2 separate regions of the Mus musculus genome follow, and region 1 is linked to region 2. A link is a contact called in public HiChIP or PLAC-seq data. All regions are on one chromosome and are shown on one strand. The core of a region is the stretch at or near the end of the contact, and the rest is flanking DNA. Distances in the headings are between cores, read along the strand shown. Region 1 overlaps Sh3kbp1 (SH3-domain kinase binding protein 1). Region 2 overlaps Sh3kbp1 (SH3-domain kinase binding protein 1).

Region 1 (4,741 bases), core at 880-3,379, 180 kb after region 2:
TAAGTGTGATTTGTTTTTGGACTGAGGCTGCTTCATTTTCCTTCTGTGCTCTGAAGAACAGAAAGCTTTCTGGAAATACATTCTGGGAAAAAAATTTTGGAGTCAAACTTGATTAAACAATTTACTTTAAATTTGTCAGATGAAAACGATGGTGTTCTTCTATCTGTCAAGAGCTTCTCATGTGTCTATATGGTTTTTTTAATGTCTTAGTTTTCAAATGGGAGATTGACTGGTGTTTTCACAAGAAGTGAAACGCTCAGAGCTATTACAGACCTATTATTTTGCCACTAAGTCTTGGCACTAGCAGCAGAGCACAGAAAAATACAACTTCTCTGACCCTTTCCATCAGGTCCCCGAACCCTGGGTCTCATCTCTCTGACCAACTCCTCTGAGTGGGAACTTAACTGTTGTCGTTTTGCATATGGTTGGCACTCCAGATATGCATACACATAGACTCAAGACCATCACAACATCGGAAATGTTTCGGCCATAGTTGTACCAGTTTGCAGTCACTGTTTTTGTGCCTGTAGCTGCTGTGAGCTGTAGCCAGGCAAGCATGGTTTCAGGGCTTTAAGCAGAGGACAGTGTTGCTTCGCCACCGTCTCTTTACTTTAGCCTTTTGTTTCTTCATCATTTTTCATCGTTCTTAACACCCCAAATTGGATTATCACACCTCTCTTTACTTTTCCTAGTGACCAGATGTCTTAAGAATAAGCCACACACTACTATAACAGTGGCTCTAACTTACCTAGCTGGCTTGTGGGCCTAAAGCTACTCTCTCTCCTTCTTAGTGTGTGTGCTTCCGCCCACATCACATTGTGAACATCTGCTCATGACTCAAGTGAGTCTCCTGCCTCAGTCTTTTGAGTATACCCACTACACCCAACCCCTGCATCCAGTTTTGCCTTATTTCCTTGCTTTTTATTCAACTAAAACACCCTTTCTACTACATTCTTAGGCCACCTCCCACTCTTTCTGAATTTAGCACAAGCCTCACTGCTGCCATCTTTGAGGCTTATTTCCTCATGTAGATTGGCTAACAACTATTTTCCCCTCTATCTGTACATGCCTTTATTGTACCATCTATCTCTTTGCACTATGTGATGTGTATCTAATGAACCGGACCCTACTGCTAATCTCAAACTTATTGATGATCTAGGACTCTGATTTCTGATTTTTTCATGTTTGTATATGTAATAGCCAGAATAGAATTCACTACCAAGGCAAGTGTTCTCTTTAGTGTTCTAAAAGAAAACTGATTAAAACGTGGCTTTGCCCTCAAGTATGCTTTACATAGAAAAATATCATGAGTAAGTATGGGATTCATGCCTATAGAAGATGTTGGTTAAAGCTGATACATTACCTGCTGGGCTTTATTGGAATCTTACATGTAAGGTGTACTCAATTATACTAGGGAAGGAGGTGCCATCCCCAGGTTGGTGAGAGGGATAGCCTGGACTATGCTTTGATTATATAAAGAAACACATAAAGTAGAGTGGATTCTTGTGTGTGAATTAATTTAGCTGCTTCCTGGGAACATTGTGGTTTGGTCCGTGTTTGATGTTAAAGTATGACAAACCAGACATATTTGTTACATCTACCATACCATTCTTTCTCTCCCTTACCTATCCAATCTCTTCCTAAAATCTCTAAATGATGTAAAATGAAGGCATTGTTAATCATAAAAGAGAGGGAACCATTCTGGGATAATGAGAAGGAGTGTTTATAATTTTTCTTTTATCTGTTATAACAGCAAAAATAGTCTCCCAAAGTCTAATGACAGGTTGTATTTTGTAAAAGTGCCATGGCAATGGACATTCACTTTGACTTGCTCATATTCTTTGAATAAGATGATTCTTTAACAAGCTGGCATTCAGGGTCCTCTCCTGGGAACAGTGTGGGTAAAATACAAACAGTATTTTCATGTATTGTTAGATATTTGGAGAGCCAATGCCTATGATTTTAATATTCTCTGAATTATATGCTGCATCTCATTGAGCACTGAAGGCTGGGTAGAAGCCTCAGCTAACTGCAAGTGTTATTTGGATTTCACAAAGAGACAGTCATCACCCTTCCTCTTCCTGTTGTATCGCTCTTTTACATTTTAAAGGCATAGTTTTAGAGGTGTTCAATAAACAGACAAATGAGCCACATCACATCCTGGCAGGAAATAGAGTCAGTGATTAAATAACAGAGCCTGGCTCAAATTCTTTATACAAGCAACACTCTCATTCTCTCTCTCTCTCTCTCTCTCTCTCTCTCTCTCTCTCTCTCTCTCTCACACACACACACACACACACACACACACACACACACATTCATATATACATGTATATGTACTTATACATATATAGACACAAGTATTCCATACACACACACACACACACACACACACATATGTACATATGTAATAGAATGATAGATAGTAAAGCCTTTTTATGGACAGATTAAAAGAGGAAATGCTGGAAGCCCTGATGGAAGACCCCCAAGTTCAGTTAAGAGATCATGCTGTATTTAGAGAAAGTTTGCTATTAGTCTTGAGAGGTAGAAGATATGAACTGTTAGGAGGTATAGCATGGCGTAAAAATTAGAAGTGAATCTCCATATTTCTTCTTCGTGGATCTCTATGAGCAGTAATAAAATAGCAATACTTGTTCTGATTGCTTTTATGCGGGTACGTTAAGAGGTGTAAAGGGTGTTTGAAAATTGTCTTATGATAGATCAATGGATCTTTGTCTGAAAAATAATTGATATAATCCCTGAGCAAGTTGCAGGATCTAGATCCGAGTCAAAGAGGAAGGAAGGGATATGCACTCCAAACTCTATTGTTGGATTCACTGGGAGGTATAATGACAATTGCCATTGAAGGCCAGTTTCAAGTCATGATCCTAGGACACAGAGAAGATAGGGAGGAAAACTTAGGAAAAGGATGGTGTTCACCCAGTAGTTCTGTAGACTACTCATTCTTGTGGTGTCTTGCTGGCTGTCAAAAGAAGTTCTATGCTTGGAGAAGACTGAACACACTGAGAGAAACTTAAGGATAAAGTTTAATGATAACTATAGGACTTAAAACAGTCCTATATTCAGTGGTTTCCACATTTAGCAAGGTAGGGATTAGGTGTTTTGGTGGTTAGTTGGTAAGTAGTGCATTGTAGGAGAACACACTTCTGAAAATTATTTCAGGATGAAATATGTGTGTATTGTGCGTGTGCATATGTGTGTGCAAGTACAGACATTTGTGTGTGCATTAAAAGAAATGTGATGGAGCCTAGGAAAACATTGATTGATCAATGTCAGCAGAGTGCTGTTACCATTGACCAAGCTGTGGAGTACTGATGTATGTATGACAATGACTAAAACAGTGGGGTTCTTGGAAGGAGAGGAGTCCTCTGATTTGTCAAGAAGGACATTCCCTGTCTTTGTACTTGACATGATTGGTTGCATATGCTAGGGTTACTGAGGACTGCATGGTATCCCTAGCACCCTGCTTTCCCCAGCAACCACGTACTAACCTCAGATTTTGTGGAATAAGAAAATAATGAACATCTAGGTCCTACCAAATGTGTTAAAGTTAGCAAGCGCTTGGAAAGCAGCTGTGCTTCAGACAAGGCTTTAACTGTGCTCAGTCAAAGAGCTTCAGCAGAATTTGGATTCTCAAATTGCAAGACAACTCAGGCAAATGAAAATCATCTGAATATCTCTTAAGTCAACTTCATAATCAGAAAAAAGAGAGAATTATCTTTGAACTTTTACTTTATTTATTTATTTATTTATTTATTTATTTATTTATTTTTCTGCCTTTTGGAGACAGGGTTTTGCTATGCTTCCAAAGCTGGCCTTGAATTCAACAATCCTCTTGCCTCAGCTTTCCCATATGCTGGGATTTACAGGCATGTGCCATCATGACCAGAAGATTATTCTTAACCTTTTGTGTTTCTTATAGTCAACTTTAAAAATAGAGGCTTCAGAGAATGCTCCCCGAAATGTTGTAATTGACATACCAACACAAGAGGTATGTCAAAGGGAAACCTGACCCTGGCCTAGAACTACAAATGTTCTTGTTCACTGTACTGGACCATGCCTTTTATTTGTAAAACTCCAAGTTGTGTTTTACTGAGGCATATCTTTTGTTCTTGTCATACAGTTGAAGTGAGGTCCACCAAATGCAGGCAGATTGACAGTTAAACACGTAACTGAGAAGCCTTCCAGTGGGAGCCCACAAGGCACTCCATTGTAAAGACAGCTCTTTGTACTCATTCTTTTCTGGCTCTGATATGCTCATCTCCTACCCCTCCCTACTGAAAGCCAAGAAGACTTTCCATAATGCCATCAGTTATAGGTGTTCATGAAAGGATTGTGTGAAAAGAAAGAGGAGAGTTTTGGTGGAAAACAAAAAGTGAAAAGCTGCAGATACAGTTACATGTAGATATGGTGCTGTGCTGCCCCTCCATCCCTGTGCCCTGTACTTTGTATCTCTCCACATCCTAGAGATGAGTAGGATAAAGATAACCATAGTACCCTCTTGGGTATCCCTCAGTACACTACTGTGGAAAACCAGCCCCAAAACGTTGTTGTTTCAGTGCCCGACAGCTTGCTGCCTTTTGCTCTGTTTTCTTGCTTCATATTGAATAGGCCCTAATGAATCCATAATGGACAGGAAGAGAAAGAATACTGTCAGATGCTAGTATTGTATAAAGAACATCATGTAAGAACTATCTTTGATCTTGGGTTTTACCCATGT
Region 2 (4,195 bases), core at 1,184-3,683:
GCTCTTGACACTTCCAGACTGGTCAATCATACTTTGTAGATAACCTGGTTGTGTTAATTGTGGGCTCTTTTAGCCTTCCAGTCAAATAAAAGCTCACATTTGGGACTGTGTCTTTTTGTGCTGAATGAGAAGATAGAGTTTGAAATAAATGCCTTCTTGGGGCATTCCTGGAGTTGAGCTGATATACTTGATCACCAGCATTGACTGAGTACCTACTGTGGGCTAGATATCAGGCAAGGAAGAGATTATACTGAGATCTACATTGTAAGGGTTCCCAGTGGGTAGGCAATGAGGGAGGCAGATGCACAGAGAAATCTCTTACAGTAAAGCATGGTAATAGCCTGTGAGACTAGTGGCTGCCAGTTGATAGAGCAGCCTTTGTATAGAAGAAGTTTCAGTGTTCATCCATTATCCTTGGACCAGACCCTCTTCCAATATTAAAAACAAAAATGTGAACTCAGGCAAGGTGTTTTGCCTCATGCCATAAAATAGTAAATATGTAGGCTGGAATTCACCTTTAGGGCTATCAGGTGTTTTCTTATAGCTCCTATTATCTATACAAGGTGCTGGTGGCCTGGGAGGCCAGGGTTCCTTGAGCGACAGGAATATTTTCAGTCAGGAAGTGGTGGGCCTTTTTCTCTGTTCTGTGTTGATTCACAACTCCCCCTCCCCTGCTGATGTCCAATTAGTCCTTTGAGCTGTTCTTGGGTCCATGACAGACCTCACTGTGTTCTAGAAGAAGCCATCCTGGCCTGTGCTCGATTCCCTCATGCTCAGAGTCCATACCCAGTGGCTCTGTCGTTGGGATCTGAGTTCTGAGCCCGTCTTCCTCAGAGAAGCTGCTGATAATTTCCTACCAGAGTCAGGCCTTGGGAATCATGTCTTTATTGACTTTGTGCCCTTACTTGTGTATTCATGAAGATCACAAAAAAAAAAAAAAACCCAAAACAAAAGAAAAAAACAAAAAACAAATGACGATCAGCTTGTGTGTGCAGAGCCTCATAGTTCCTGTGCCCTTGAGGCGGGGAAATTCAGGTCCCTAAGCCCCTAACCCCAGACTCTGGTGAGAAAGCACTGACTAGTGGGAACTTGACCTTCTGTAGGGAAGAAGCTGGTACAGAGTTTGTGAGTTGTAAGTAACAGAAACCAAGTGTCTCTTAATCAAAGACGGTGAATGATTCATGGAAAGGCTCTGGGGTGGCTTATGTGGTGGAAGAAGTGTAGGAAAAGTGGCAAGCAGGCTGCTTTCTGGGAGCTCTGGTGGAGCGTGCACTCTAGCCATCTCCAGCTGCTGTCACATTGCTGGCAGTCACTTAGCTTCTGTGCCCATGCATGGGCTGGCAGAGTATTGGACATGTCAGCTGCATTCTCATCAGGTTGGATCTCATGGGGGGGGGGCTTCTCCAAATGGCTTGCTTCCCTGGATGGGGAGAGTGGGGGCTCCCTGGGGGTACCTACATAGTCAACTACTTGAGCAAATACTACAGTTACAAGTTCCTAAATGTGGGTCACATAGTGTTTCCACTTTTATATTTAAAAGATAAATTTAGCTATAACATTTCGCATATGGAAGTGTACACTGTGAGATTTTTTAAAAATCTTTTTATAAGTTTATAGCATTGTGCAATTCTTCCCACAGTTTAAGATTAAAATGCTTCCATCACCCCAAAAGTTCCCGCATACCCACCTAATCAGTCCACATCCCTGGCTCCAGGCAACCATTCATCTATTTTCTGTCTCTTTAGATTTGACCAGAGGTTTTTATTTGTTCCTGATTGCTATAACTTCTGGATATCGTAGAAACTCTGCTACATGGGGGAAGGCAAGGAAGAAGCTCTTCCAGTGGTGCCCAAGTCTGTATCTGTCATTTGGAAGAGAGGCAATGCCAAATCTTGGTCATGGAACATTCTAGACCTCAGTTCTTCACCTGCAAAATTAGAAAATGTATTTGACAAGATGATATCTGATGTTATTTCTATCATCAGTAATCAGCAATTATGCTTTTCTTTTTCATGAGATCTTTTCTGGTGAAAATTACTTCTTGGTTTTCTATATTATCATCAAACAGGATGGAAAGAAAACTTTAAAATTAAAAAATGTATCCATCAGAATGAGCACAATGAAAAAAGTGTAAACCCGCAAGTATGTGACATTTCTACTTCTGAAATGATTAAAGCTTAAGCTGTAAAGTCACACCTCCTGAGACCTTTGTGACAACATGTGTATGTGTATAGAACAAAGGAAGTTCACTGGAAATTCCCATCCTCCTCCATGCTTCCTGGTTCATTCACATATGTATTGAGTCACAGAGGATGCTAGGTCAGGGAGCCAGAATCCTGGGATAAATAAAGGACTTTTACCAGATGAGGCTTGCAGGCTGCTTGGGGTAAGCCAGCATGAAATGCAGCTCTAAGTGGAGCAAAGATAGAGGAAGTTCAGGGGCAAGGGAGGAGGGGTTGAGCCCCACAGTGGGGGGGGGGGGGCTGTATCATTGCCTCTGTTCCCCATCTATCTGCTTGACAGCTGGCTTAGCCAACCTAACAGTTAAAAAACAAAACAAAACAAAACAACCCAAAACAAAAACCCACCCATTTTGGGGGGGAAGACATTCAGCAAGTTTGAAGGCAGAGATAGGGAAGGCTGAAGTGTTAGCATTTCTAAGCAGATCTCTTATCTCCCGCGGCTCTAGCTTTTCTTGTTAACTGTAGCTTTTGGCTTTTTTCTGCAGACAATAGTTACAGCAAACTTGTGGAGGCTGGCTTTTTGGCACAGCAGGCAACTGGAGGGCGGTGTTTTTTTCTGATGGGGAGACATTTTTAAATTTTGTAATTTATAGTGTCTTTAAGTATGGGATTTTGTTTACTTTTGTCCTAATTACACCTCTGAGATCCTTTACCTCATCTAGTGCTTTAATTTGGGGCTCATGCAGAGAAAGTTTCCCAAAGGGTACCATTTAAAAAGAAGTTGTAGGTAATGTTTTACCTTCATTTGCTAGAGTTACCTGCAGCTTCCTGTAGATGAGGATATGCGCTTGGAAGCACAGACTTGGGGTCTGGCCGTGTTTGTGTGATATGAGGTCTTTCCTGCTTTTTTTGCTAAGCATTATTCTAGACTGTTGCTATTCGATAGAAATATAATGCAAGCCACACTCATAATTTAAACTTTCTAGCAGCCACATTAACAAAGCTAAACTAGTTCAAATTAATTTCAATATTTATTTACTCCGGTAGGTCCAAAGTGTCATGCTATAGAGCAGTCCATTTGACAAAAAAAAAAAATGTTCAGCTTCTTTGTATTCTTTGCTATTGGAGTCTTAGAGCAAGAACCCTAGCTCCAGCAGTCCCACAGCCTAGGCTCAGGTACTTGTCTCAGTACTCCAATTCAAGAGATGAGCAATGGTGCTGAGCAGAGAAAGATTAAACTGAGGTGGCCTATTGGGAAGGAAAACAAATAAAGGGATCAAGTAGTTCCTAGTTTCTCTTTGGGGTACTGACATGAACTTTAGGTTTTACTAAAAGAAGGATTGTGCTAGGGACAAGAGGCTGCATTATTAGCAACCCTGGTCACATGGTCTGAGTGACCACAGTCTCAGTTCTGGTTCCAGTGGTGACCCAAAGAAGGCCACACTGCTTGATAGAGAAGGCTGGCTTTCAGCAGGTAATAACTTCTGTTCCATGGTACAGCCTTGCCACCACACACAATAGTTGCCATTTGGGGTGGGGGTGTGTCCTGTCCAGGGAGTTTTGGCTATTGCCACAATCCAAGATGACAACAGAGTCACAACAATGACTCAAACCTTTAGGTGCCTTTTCTGGTATGTGGGACAGGACGTTGTAAAATGCAGACAGTCAGATATCTCAGTGACTCCTATCTTCGTGCAGTTAGCCTTGAGCATTGAAAGGAAATGACATAGGTTAGGTGCTGTGGGTTTCTAGATACTCCTGAGTGATTAGCAAGCCTACGTGCAGAGGCAAACAGGTGATGCAGAGTAAAGGAGACAAAATAAAGGCAGATGGCCAGATTTTCATCCTGCTTTTAGCTTATCTGTGCACCCAAGTGAGGAGTCATTACTTTGCAACAGAAGCAGTTTCTAAGTGTCTGTTGTAGGGACCAGTGAGATGACTCAGTGGGTGAAGGTGCTTGCTGTCAAGCCTAATAATCACTGATCCCTGGGACCCACAGAGTAGAAGGAGAG

The links. HiChIP or PLAC-seq counts read pairs in DNA pulled down with a chosen protein or histone mark.
Region 1: a contact with region 2 is called in an H3K27ac HiChIP or PLAC-seq map of regulatory T cells, with 4 times the contacts expected there. The contact joins two enhancer-like sites. A contact is called at or near these places in 2 of 115 datasets of contacts at active chromatin or transcription factors (acute myeloid leukemia and regulatory T cells) and 1 of 9 other capture datasets (adipose tissue).

What each region holds. Positions count from the first base shown.
Region 1 is chrX:159,856,197-159,860,937 of GRCm38.p6, forward strand. The region is part of intron 6 of Sh3kbp1 (SH3-domain kinase binding protein 1); the gene reads left to right. Among named protein-coding and RNA genes, the nearest start is that of Map3k15, 130 kb to the right of the region's middle. Within about 2 kb of position 2,130, at least 4 of the 459 cell types and tissues checked have an H3K27ac peak or open chromatin away from gene starts, as enhancers often do. A contact at or near this core is called in regulatory T cells, where this site is marked.
Region 2 is chrX:159,673,893-159,678,087 of GRCm38.p6, forward strand. The region is part of intron 1 of Sh3kbp1 (SH3-domain kinase binding protein 1); the gene reads left to right. Among named protein-coding and RNA genes, the nearest start is that of Sh3kbp1, 49 kb to the left of the region's middle. Within about 2 kb of position 2,434, at least 75 of the 459 cell types and tissues checked have an H3K27ac peak or open chromatin away from gene starts, as enhancers often do. A contact at or near this core is called in regulatory T cells, where this site is marked.